2 separate regions of the Anas platyrhynchos genome follow, and region 2 is linked to region 1. A link is a contact called in public Hi-C data. All regions are on one chromosome and are shown on one strand. The core of a region is the stretch at or near the end of the contact, and the rest is flanking DNA. Distances in the headings are between cores, read along the strand shown. Region 1 overlaps MARCKS (myristoylated alanine rich protein kinase C substrate). Region 2 has its middle 390 kb from the start of CCN6.

Region 1 (6,205 bases), core at 2,485-4,984:
CAACGGGCGGAGGAGGGCCTCGACGCCTCCCTCCGCCTCCTTCCTTCTCTCCTCCTCCTTTTTTTTTTTTTTTTTTTCCTTTTTTTTTTTGCATCAGTATTAATGTTTTTTGGTTTTTTGGTTTCGTTTAATTTTTTTTTAACTTTTATTTTTTGGCATACTTTGCATCTTTATTCGAAATGTAAACTTTCTTTGTCAGTCTATGGACATGCCCATATATGAAGGAGATGGGTGGGTCAATAAGGGATATCAAATGAAGTGATAAGGGGCCACAGTGGGGGATCCGTGGCGCGCATCCATTGCCAAGAGAACGTGCCACGAGAAATGATGTAAGGGGTTAGTCTTTTTTTAAAAGAAAGTTATTACGATGTATTTTGTGAGGCAGATGTTCTATAAGGTTTACAACACTACAAGTCTTGATTAAGAAGGAAAGGAAAAAAAAATCAATACCCAGATAAAGAGATCATAGTCTTAGGAATTCATTTAAACCATAGGAACTTTTCACTTATCTCATGTTAGCTGTATCAGTCAGTGATTAAGTAGAAATACAAGTTGTATAGGCTTTATTGTTTATTGCTGGTTTATGACCTTAATAAAGTGTAATTATGTATTACCAGCAGGGTGTTTTTAACTGTGACTATTGTATAAAAACAAATCTTGATATCCAGAAGCACATGAAGTTTGCAACTCTTTCCACCCTGCCCATTTTTGTAAAACTGCAGTCATCTTGGACCTTTTAAACACAAATTTTAAACTCAACCAAGCTGTGATAAGTGGAATGGTTACTGTTTATACTGTGGTATGTTTTTGATTACAGCAGACTGCTTTCTTTTCCAGTTGTCTTTGAAAATAAAGGAAAACTCTTCAGATGCAATGTTTTTTTTTTTTTTTTTTTTGGTGTAGCATCTTGTCTATCATGTTTTTGTAAATACTGGAGAAGCTTTGACCAATTTGACTTAGAGATGGAATGTAACTTTGCTTACAAAAATTGCTATTAAACTCCTGCTTAAGGTGTTCTAATTTTCTGTGAGCACACTAAAAGCGAAAAATAAATGTGAATAAAATGTATAATTTGGTTGTGTTTCTTTCATGGATACTCTGGTAACTTAAATGGGCCAGCCAGTATTGTACAAGCCTAAATTTGTATAAAGTGATGATGTGCGCTGTTAGCACTGGCTTTGCAAGCTGCCTTCCTAGATCCCAGACTGTGTAACGCTGCGCTTATTGTAGAGAAATTGAGCAGCGAGCCAGGTAACTCGCAGGTTTCCTGGCTTTAAAAAGAAGGCTGGAAGGCAGTCTGAGCATGTACAGTGTGCGATTCTGTTGTCCAGGCTCCATCTTGCTTTAAGACCAGAGGTATCCAGCATATGAGATTCTTGCCTCTTGAGGAAAATGAGATGTAATTTGAATTGCTTAGGGTGGGGCGCTGAAATTTTTTTGTGCCGCGTTGCCTAAAAGTTAAGCTCTTGAACAGACGTCCCATTTATGTCTTAGTATGCTGTCCCTGCTTAGGTTCCTAGATGATTAGATCGAAAACTTTAGCCTGGAGGGAGAAAGGGGGTATTAACACTGCCATTCTGCTCGAAGTAATTAAAAGCAATATTTTCTCTTTTTTTCCTCAAGTGCTACTCCCAACTGCAGGTGAGTTACAGAACAGATTTCGAAATTTGTCTATAAAAATAATTACTTGGTGCTTGCCTTTAATTGTTAGGCTCTTTGGCTAATTTCCAGCATATTGCTCAGGGCATATTATGCCTTAATAAAACAGTGGGCTCATGTAAGAAAAGCAGTAGTGGTATTTGGAGGGTGGAAATTGATTCAAGAAAGTGTTGCTTCTAAGTTTATAGGAGAAAGTTTAGTGTTACACTTATTTGCTTCCACCTAAATTTTCAGCAGAAACTCTTTGGAAGCAATTATGATTCATTTTATGAGAAAATGGCACGTTAGCACCTTGTTCCCTAAAGAACAAAGCCTAAACTGAATGAAGTATAGTAGATTTCCTGCTGAATGCGTACTTTTTCTTTTTTTTTCTTTTTTCTTTTCCTTTTTTTTTTTTTTTTTTTTTTTAATTCAGCTGTCTACCATTTTAACTTTGGCTTGTATGTACTCTAGTTGCCCTGGTATTTCTCTATAGCTTTAGAAATGTATTGAAACTATGCTATAATTGCTGAGGGACAAAAATAAATGGATGTAAAACAAGATCCTCCACACCAGTGTCATTCTTGGAGTACATGTGTTTGAAGTCTAGTGCATAACTGCTTTGCTAAGGGGTTTTTATAACATGGCTGTAAAAACCTGTTCTAAGACGCATGATGTCTTGGCCATAGAGTCAATGTCTCTTTTTAATAAATATATATATATTTAAATTCAAGGATTCTTAAAGAGAAGTCTGAATTTCTTTGATTTTTTTTTCCCTTTGTTGAACTATACGTGTACATATGAAGAAAATAATCTCCAGTAAAGTTCTCCCATTTTTTCTCAACCTGCTTGGCTGAAACTTTTGTGTTTGTTCCTCGCTCAGCTGGTGTTGTTTCCTGAAACGCTTCCAGTTCCTGGTGGTGCAGAATCACTTCTACCACAGCAGCCAGGATCCTTGGCTGGGACTTTGTAATTCCATAACTTGGCTTGACTTGGAGTTGCTTTCCAAGCCTAATACCAGTACAGTTTCAAAAATAAGGCTTAAGAAGATCACTTACGTGGCCTGCTGTTCTGCTCGCAGCAGTCCAGTGTGTGCTAAAACGTGGTTCCAGCAATGCTTCTTTTCAACCATGCAGTTTAAGAAGACGGGAATCTGCCTGGGTTTGGAATGGTGGAAATGGAGCTTTGAGCTGCTTCCTTCTGCAAAAGGATTGTGCCACAGCATCTGTCCCCACTTCGTCCCCAAGGGGCTGGCTGGTCGCTCCCATGCGATTGTAGATTACCCTCATTTTTCTATGAGGAAAATGGAGGGGTTGGGTGTTAACCATCTGGTGAGATGGTTAATCTTTTTACCAAGAAACCTTTATGCCTTTTTTTACTCCATCACTTGCTGTTATGCCTTGGTGAAAATGCTAATCATAATAAGTATTGTAATTTCAACAAATTTTCTCAAAATTCAAATGCATGTGACTTTAAAATGTGTGGCTTCAAGCTCATTTGCCTGTCTTATGGGTTGTTGGGGTTCTTTTTAAGTGGAATGTTATGGTTTCTGTGAACAAGGCTGTGCTGGAACAATGTCAAAATTTTAGGTAAAACTTAGGCTGAAATCTAATTTTGTTTGAATAAGGACTCTAGACATTTGCTTCTTTTCTGTTTATTTCCTTAGACGGAGGCAATCATCTTCCTTGTCTGAGGTCAAAACTTGGGTGTACAAAAGTCCTTCCAGATTTCATGCCTGTCTTACTAATATCTATGCTTGATTTCAGACTCTCCAAATCGCAGTGTCTGACCTCAAAAACTTGAGTTTTGTATCTGGGCCTGATAGTTTCTAATGTGAAATGGTAGAAACCTTGCCTTCAGGCAAGGAAACGAGGCAAGAAAAGAGGGAGAAAAAAAAAAAAAGGCAAGGTGGGTGAGGGATGTCAAGTGTGGGCTTTGGCTTCTGCTGGAGAGTGCTCACCTTCCAGCTTGTGTGCACAACTGCTGTGTGAAAATCAAGTGCTCACATACCAACTTGTGACGTCCCTAAGAGCTCCCGTTGGCTGTGCTCGATGCGATGTTGTACATAGGAGTGGTTTGCTCCTTCATTCTGTGAGGGGAACTATGCTGGTGCCGTTTCAGGAACATTTTTTGTTATCTAATACTGTTCCAAACAGCTAACTCTTGAACTGCACTTACAGGCGATTAGGGGAAGGTCAAAGGTTTTCATCTGCTTTCTTTGTTTGGGTTTTTCTAAGTTGCAAGTCCTTTTGTTTGGCATTTAAAACAAAACGTAGCACAATACACATTCTAGTCTGAAACTGTAATACCAATGGATACTTTTCTGCAAAATCAGTACTGTGAATTCAGTATTTATGCTACATGTATAGTAAAAGAGTGGTAAAAGGTCGACATTTGTGATACCCAACTCATTTCAGTGTTTATTAGGTTTTAAGGAGCTAAGGTAAGATGTGTTTTCCATGATGGTGCAGTTTGGTTGAAAGCAGCCTGTTTTGAGGCTATGACAGCTTTTTTACCATGCTCTGATCACTGGGATAGAATAAAGTTTTCTTCCTGAAGTAAACAGCAAGTGCAAATAGTATATTGTGTTTATAACATACTGTAGACATTGGGGTTAATTTGCCCTCTTTACAATGCAGAGGACCTCAGCTAATTGACAATGAATGGGAACTGTTGCAATTGCAACCAATCCAACAGGGCAGAGAAAAACAGGCTGAGCAGCCTGCTGTTACATGAATAAAATAGTGTAAGAGGTGCTGCTGCAGTAAAGTACCACGTTACTAAAAGTATGTGTTAGCTTAGCCTTGGGAGAGCCAGTGTGTGGTGTGCTTCTAAGGCATGATGCCTGTTTGGAGATGCAGAAAGGGAAGCTGTAGCAGCATGTTTCACGATATGTTTGCTGAGACAGCTTTGGAGATGAGATGGCTCCAGAGTGAGAACGTTGCATATTGGGACAATCAGAGGAGTATCAGTGATGAGAGTAAAGTGATGGGTACAGCTGAACAGATAAGCGACCACAGTGTTGCTCAGTGGTTAAAGCCCAGAGTTAGGGATTTGTAAGTCTGGACTAACTGTGTTGTTAAGTACACCTTCTGTATCAAAGCACCACACCCAGCTTTTCAATGCCTCTATTTTCGCATATGGATGTTATCTGACAGAGATGATGTAAAGCTTTGGATAATGTGTGCAGAATGTTTTGAAGTCTTAAGGAGGGCCACAGGTATTATTTATACATTTTTGTCCTAAGTCTTTGTTTCAGGATGACTTGTCTGTCCAGACCAGGACTACAAACACACTGGATGAAAGAGGACGTTGCTACTTACAGTTGGAAAGACCCAAATGAGATAGCTGATACTGATGGCAATAAACTATTTGATAGTTGCTCTTAGCAGAGACCACTGTGACTAGAGATTTCTTTTTAGGTACATTACAAATAGAAGTCATCTCCTGAAGCTCACAGATTAGTTTCCAAAACATATAGAGAAAAGATAACTACAGATCTATTGTTTAGGAAAATCATCCTCACTGAGTAGATGCGATAGCTGCAAGAAGTGACTTGCTAGCCTCTGATGGATTAGTTTTCTCTCTGATACTTGTTATGTAGATCCATCTGAATATTTTAAACTAATCTGATAACAAGGGTGACCTGCTGTTCAAAGGAGACAAACTCCATCGTAGAGCTGTTGCTAACAGGCTCCTCATTGAAGAAGAGCCCTTCTGGACCAGTAAGTGAAGACCTGCGTTACAGGTCCTTTACAAAAGGAGAGCTAGGGAACCAAAAGGAAAAGAAGAAAAATGAAGAAAACAATAGGAAAAAAAAAAAAAAAAAAGCAAAACTTCATGAACTAAAGGCAGATTATATATATTTTTTTTCTAACCATCTGGAGCAAGGCTATCATAGGCATGAAGTACTCCACCTTCTGTCTTAAAAAAAAACATTAAAACATAATTTAATTACAAGATACTGGAGTGCAAAGCCAAACCTCTCTTGAAAACCACTGAGGAAACAGAATCCAAAATTGATTAAAGTAACATTTTTGAGGAATGAATCATTAGACCAGTCCCAAGCGTTACATTGCAGTTTGGGAGCCTGTTGAAGCAAGTTTTCTAGACACTATACCTCTGAGGAGACTGGGCAGTAAATATATTTCCATATTTATAATTAAAAAAAAAAAAAAATGGCAGAAATCATGGGCTGATATGTGAAGGAACGTGTTTTTTTTTCCCCCTCAGGGCTTTATTTTTGCTTATCTTTCATATGTATTTAGTTTCTAATACATATCCAACAAGAAGAAGAAAACAGTGGAAAGATTAATACTTCCAAAATTGCTCTGAACCTATTTCCCTGAATGTTTTATTTAGATTTATTTGAATTCTGTTTTAATATTTTATTCTGCTGTTTATACCTGACTTTATGAGTAAATGCTCACATGGAGAGATAATATTTATATACTAAGATATATTTGGAATTTTCAGAAGGACTCATTTTGGCCTAATTCTTCTGTCACTGAGTTCTGTGGGAGTGAAGTTAACCAATACAAAGCACTTCTGGAATTTCCCCAGAAAT
Region 2 (6,205 bases), core at 1,868-4,367, 590 kb before region 1:
TCTACTTTGAATTTTGTAAGACAAGAGCTCATTTTCTGCAATGCCTTATTGTAATATTTGAGAAAAAGTATTACCATGAGAGGTAATTTTAAAGACCAGATCCCACTGAAGCTCCCTCAAAACCGCTATCTGGCATTTTGCAGTTTGGACCCATGTCCCTGCTCAGCAGCTGTTGCCTTCACACCAGCACAGTGAAAGAAGACAGGGTGAAATTCGACTCACTGTTAGGAAATTTTCTTAATGGGTATCGCTGAGAGGGGAGAGACCATTGCAAATATGAACCCTCCCTTACACATACTTTTCCCTCTCTAAAACATGTGCATTTACAAAACCACCAAAGGAAGTGAGGAGCTCCAAATTACGTTCATGTATTTTTTAAAAAATTAATATTAGTTTTAAATAAAAAGCTTTATAGTTTGAGGTCTACTCATGAAAGCAGAAAAATCTAGTATTAACCTAATGATGCAGTTTCACCCTTATCAGCTTTTTTTTCCTATAGGCTTTATAAAAATTTCTCAGCACCGGGTAACATTATATACCATATGTGCTGCCTGCAGTACCTCGGCATAACAGGGCAGATTAAGGACAGAGTTTCCGCTTACCCTTTGAAGATTTATGTCAGACCTTTCAACCTTCTGTGAAAACAGTTCAGTGATTTAATTCTTTTTATGATACTCAACAACAGCTTTTATACTTCCACAAACACTGTGTAGCTTTCATGCTGTAAACAGTCATAAATTCAGGCAAACTTCTCCATGTTGGAGCAAGGCATGACAGCAATGGGGTTCCATGATTTGTGAACTTTTCCTCCTGCTTATTGGGGTTCAAAACATATGTTGAGTTCATAAACTGTTCCTTTCCCTCTAATCCTTTTTTTTTTTTTTTTTTTTTCCTTCACACAAATTTAAATTAAAAAAAAATGTCTTTGGGCATTGGTCTTTTTTATTATTTTTATTTTTATTTTTATTTTTATTTTTATTTTTATTTTTATTTTTATTTTTATTTTTATTTTTATTTTTATTTTTTTTCTTCCTTAACTAAGCAAAAACTTGTACCATGAATTATGAATGGGAGAGGATGCTTCAGATTCAGTTTGACACATATGAGACACATATGGAGGCCACATACAGTGTAATGTATCCATGGTGCCTTTGCTTCCATCACAGGGCAGTGTACTGTGCCTGCTCAGAGTTCAAGGACAGCCTCCTTAGAGAGGCTGTGATATGAGATTAAGTTCTCCAGCTTTTACTCATCAAAGAAACGAACCTAGCTGTGTTTTGGGCCTCCTATTGTAGCTTCTGCATGCCTTACAAATATGAATGGATGTATTACACACTGCATTACCGAGAAGTACTTTTATGGCTGTGGAGCTGAACTGGAGAGAGATTAAATGACTTGGTGAAGGTCACACAGGAAATTTGTGACAGAGCCAAGAATTTCCTGAAAGCCAACCTACTGTTTTTAATTATTGATTTTTTAGGCCTTCTTCAGTATTTAAAGTTGAGATGGAGCCTGTATTGTGTATTCATCTCTGTATATACGCTCCCTAAGAGAAACTCTGCAGACCTTTCTCTGAAGAGCATCTCCAAGCAGAGAAAGGAGACAAAGGGCAGGAGAAAGGACTCATTAGCTGCACCCCACGCGTGTCTGAAACTAAAACAGAGAGCCAGTAACGCAGTTTGCTCCAGGCCACACAGGAAGTCTGCAGCAGAGACAAGGAATTTAATCTACATCCCCCGAATCCCAGTCCAGCGCTTTCAACATCTTCCCTAACCAGTTCATATTTCATATGATATGCAGTCCATACTGTATAGCTTTGGAATGTTTTATTTTTTTCCCTCTCTCTCTTCCTTTCTGAAATAATATAATCCAGGAACATTTGCAGTGAACTTTTGAACCTTTGATGTTGAAGTAGGTTGGAAATTAAGCAAGCAGTGTTTCCATGTTGTTAATTGGACTCACTCTGCCTGGGATCTTTTAGCAGCCTCCACATGGTTAACTTCAAACTCTTGTGTCAATCCAAAGGGGGTAGGGGGGTGGGGGGTGGGGGAAAATCAACTCCCATTAAATGTGTTAAACACTTTAACTGTACAAAATGTGGACTGAAGTAGATCTTAAAAAAAGTGAATCAGGAGAATGACAGGCGTCTGCCTGTGTACTTCCTTCTGCCAGGGTTGAAGGTCATTATTTTGAACTAATAGCTGACCTCCGTGGCCTCTGGAAGGCCATTATGCTTAATGGCCTGAGCTAATTTGCTGTGCTACAGGGTTGGCTGATCTTTATTTTAATCTCCTGCACCTTCTCCTGTTCTTGTGGGGAAAGCAACTGCTCTGATATAATCCAGTTGGCACCAAATTGCCTAGGGGAGGTAACAGGCGAGCTGCTATGAGACAGGACTGTACAGTAATTTACTGAAGCTTGACTCTCCAGGAGGAAAAAAGGAAAAAAAAAAAAAAGAAAGAAAGGAAAGACATATGCATGTACACACACATATACATATACACATAACACATGTGTACATGTAGAGTAAGAGGGAGGCAGAGCAGGTGAGTGAAGGTGGGTAGAGGGGAAAAAATGTGCAAGAGAGGGAATGTCAAAAATAAAGTAACTTTCAAAAATAAATCTACACTTCAAACCCTGTTTTCCTTCAAGATGCTTGCAAAGTAACACCCAGATGATTTGCTGCCAGGAAATAGAAATAGCTTTGTTAGTGCTCTTCCTCACAAAATTAAGAACCTATTTGAAAGACTCCTTCACCAGCCATGCCCTTGTATCTCCCAGCATTAGTGAAGTGGCTGTCATGAGTGACTGGTTTAAAAATCGGCTCAAATAGAGAGCAAACATACAAAAAGCATCAGCTGTTAGAGACATATTCTCAGAGCTGAGGCAAGGTCTCATGGGGTGCTGCTCTCACAGTCTTTGTCCAGACAGAGGCATTTTTGTCTCCTTGAAACCCTTCTTCATGTCCTCAGCACAGGGACAATGGAAGACAGTCTGACCTGGGGAGGAGCAGCATGGCCCCGGGGGGATGTGAAGCTGCAGAGCAGGAGACAGGCTCTTATCCCTTCCCTACACTCAGCATTCTCGCAGAGCCTTTCCTTTCTGCCTTAGCTTGCATCATTTCGTCTTTGCTCCTTCCTTTGCTGATTCCTGTCTCCTGCACACGTCCCCTGCCCTGAGCAAGGGAGATACACAATGAAAAACTGTCAAGTCAGCAGCAAACCAAAGGTTTTATAGTATGCGAAAGCTGGCAAGCTGAGGAGCAAAGCTGATACACATACATGTGTTTTTGTATCTGCAGTCACACATGCATGAAATACCCTAGAAATGTGCACAGCATAACCAGCTATTGCAAATTACAAGTCCTTGTTCTTGCCTTTTCCCACTAATTTTCCACAGTCTGTTGCTCTTGCTGATATCTTGTCTAAAGTACAGGCTGCCTGTTCATGGAGACTTGGACACTGCTTCATATCTCTGCTATGCAGAAAACTGCAGAAGCAATCAGATCTTGGAGTCGTGTGTCAGTGGTTTTCCTCACCTGAACCCGAGGCAGGGAGCAGTACCTCGCTCCGGGGTTTCAGTCCCTTTTGTGTTGGATCCTTCTGGATGTGGGTGGTGAAAGTCCCAGTCTGCCCCGATCCTGTCACTGAGGCTCAGTCATAAAGACTGCCAGTGAAGTCAATGTTAATGCGTTATTTGTCCCCAGCCCTGACCTTGGGACTGCCCCTGTTAATTGTGTCTGGACCATAGTGGCCAAATTATCAAAATCAGCCTTATCATTGAGGGGTGGAGAGCACTGACATGCTCAGGCCTCCAGATTCTTAAATATATCAGAATTATATTCCTGTAGTTAATTAAAAAAAAAAAAAAAAAAAGAGAGAGGTTATTCCATGAGTTTCTATTACTTTTCTGGCCCCCACTCAACCTCTGAAGCCTTTCAGACTTGCTGTGATGGGTGCCCAAAATCATGGCTGTGCAGGGGAAGGGCTCCTGTCCATGTGTCCAGCAATCCACGTGTGGGCAGGAGTTTCCCCATGGCACTACCTGAGCTGGTGTCCTAGGCTCAGCCATGCAGACCCTGGTCTTCAGGCAGATCCCCTGTGCATGGGAAGCTGTTTGTTGCCATTTTAGGGCAGTTTCGCACTTGCTTTGGACTGTAAGAAGAGCCCAGGCTTCAGGATCTCAATGTTTTGGCAGTGTGTGCACCTCATCTATTAAATGTACCTCTAATCTTTCCATCTATGTCAGCCTGAAAATTCGTGGTATTCTACTCCACATTTTAACCAATGAAATGGAAAACTCATTTTAAAAGCAATTTCTTGCATCAAATCAGTCAAAAGAAAGCAATTAAAAATCAAGAGCTAAAAATTATCTGTCTGGAACATTATACATCTTGCATGGTTTTGCCATGTGTGCAGCAGGGCTAACATGGTTTCCTCTCCATTATTTTATTTTTTTTTTATTATTTTTTAATTCCCTTTATAAGACCTTTAGGTTTCTAATGTGTTGGGTTATAATGTTCTCACACAAACTTGCCCTAGGCACTGTACAGTGTATACCCTAGTAAAATAAAAGGCCTCCTGCAGGTGGTGCTACAATGCTGCAAGTATTTTTAATTAGAATAGGCACCAAAAAATGCCTCCATTATAATTTCCCCTCACATTACAACAACTGTAAACCTCTCTGTGATATTAGCTCATTATAGGCAGCCAAATCCTAACTAGGTTCGCATCTTGGTGACCTGGACTTAATTCAGTCTTTCAATGACACAACTCCACTTTTTTTTTTTTTTTTTTTTTTTTTTTTTTTTTTTTCCTTAAGACAGCTAGAAATTTAGTTATATATTAAGAAAACAATGTATTCTTCCCCTACCAATTCTGAAGAAAATTCTGTCCTTATTCTCCATAGTCCAGTAACATGTGCAGTCAATTATTACAGATGAGAATGAGAATGACAAAAAAGCTCTAAGCAATTTATCTATTTATCAGATAGGTTAGCGGTATCTTAGAGCCCGCAGCAGTACTAATGTTCAAGCAATAAAAAGAGACCAAAAAAAAAAAAAAGTCTGTTAATGAATGAAAAAACCTTGATACTTTAAGAATTTCTGATTTGCCCGTGTCACAGACTGGAGAAAACAACTTGGCTTGACCAAGAGACCAAAGGGCTATGTCTGTGTAAGCACAACTAGGAAACTCTTCTTTGCTTTTAAATGGCCCCCAAAAATGAGGACATTATATAGGAAACAAAGTTAACCTATGAAGCAAAATACTATCATTTAAAAATTTCATCACCAAAATGGTCTTTAAAAGAGACACAGATTGTAATTCTGAAGATTTTCTTGTATTTAAAACTTTTTTTTTTTTTTTTTTGTCATACCTGTTCTTCCATTGATTGATTTGTTTGTTATTGGAGAAGGAATGAAGGAATAAAAGGAAAACACAAAAAATAAATAAATAAGAGCTTTGGAAAAAATGGCAAAGCAATGACCTATTCTGTTTAAGCAAGAAATAATTTGTCTTCAAATATCCTTTACTGCTGCTTCTGCTTTCACTTTTCATTTTTGAAAAAATGTACTCTTAAGACAGTTATTTTTTTATTTTTTTTAAGGGAATATGTTTTTACATGTGTCTGTTTGCTAGTCACAAGCTATTGCAAGTTGCCTTGTAGGTAAAATAACCTGGTGTGGCATCCTGTGATCTTTCCCCACTTAGGGTTGCTCAGGGAAAGAAACAATTAAGTCATCAACACAAATGCATCTAGGGCTGTCAGATCAGAAAATAGATGAAGGTTGAATGATGATGTAGTACCAACACTTCCATAAAAAACAGGTCCAATTAAATTAAAAATGCAATAACAATAATTAAAATGTATGAGATATGGCTCTCAGCTAAACTTGAATCTTATGCTTCCATTTGATTTTTTTTTTCCATTCCTTATATACAGCACCTGAAATATCCCAGGAAATTAACAGGGGGAGACGTAGATTTGGAGATAATAATATCCTTCTCTTCAGTGCAATTTCAAGGAAAATCATTGCAGGTACAATATGCATTTATTTTTCATTTTCTCATTTATCAGAGAAATACAACGTGTCTGGGTTAGCATGGCTATTAGTTGTTCAACAATAATTTTTTTTTTTTTTTTTATAATTAGAGAAGAAGTTGATGTTTGTAAATGGAAAGCCTATTATGACCAACCAGTTGAG

Evidence for each region. Hi-C and Micro-C count contacts between places; a contact is called where the count stands out from the background.
Region 2: a Hi-C map of F1 follicle shows a contact between it and region 1, with 4 times the contacts expected there. The contact joins two enhancer-like sites. A contact is called at or near these places in 3 of 8 Hi-C or Micro-C datasets (F1 follicle, F5 follicle and subcutaneous adipose tissue).

Annotation. Positions count from the first base shown.
Region 1 is chr3:71,055,315-71,061,519 of IASCAAS_PekinDuck_T2T, reverse strand. MARCKS (myristoylated alanine rich protein kinase C substrate) reads left to right here. Exons shown (of 3, transcript XM_072036095.1): 3 at 1-1,071. Among named protein-coding and RNA genes, the nearest start is that of MARCKS, 7.6 kb to the left of the region's middle. Within about 2 kb of position 3,734, at least 1 of the 8 cell types and tissues checked has an H3K27ac peak or open chromatin away from gene starts, as enhancers often do. A contact at or near this core is called in F1 follicle, where this site is marked.
Region 2 is chr3:71,648,818-71,655,022 of IASCAAS_PekinDuck_T2T, reverse strand. No RefSeq gene overlaps it. Among named protein-coding and RNA genes, the nearest start is that of CCN6, 390 kb to the left of the region's middle. Within about 2 kb of position 3,117, at least 2 of the 8 cell types and tissues checked have an H3K27ac peak or open chromatin away from gene starts, as enhancers often do. A contact at or near this core is called in F1 follicle, where this site is marked.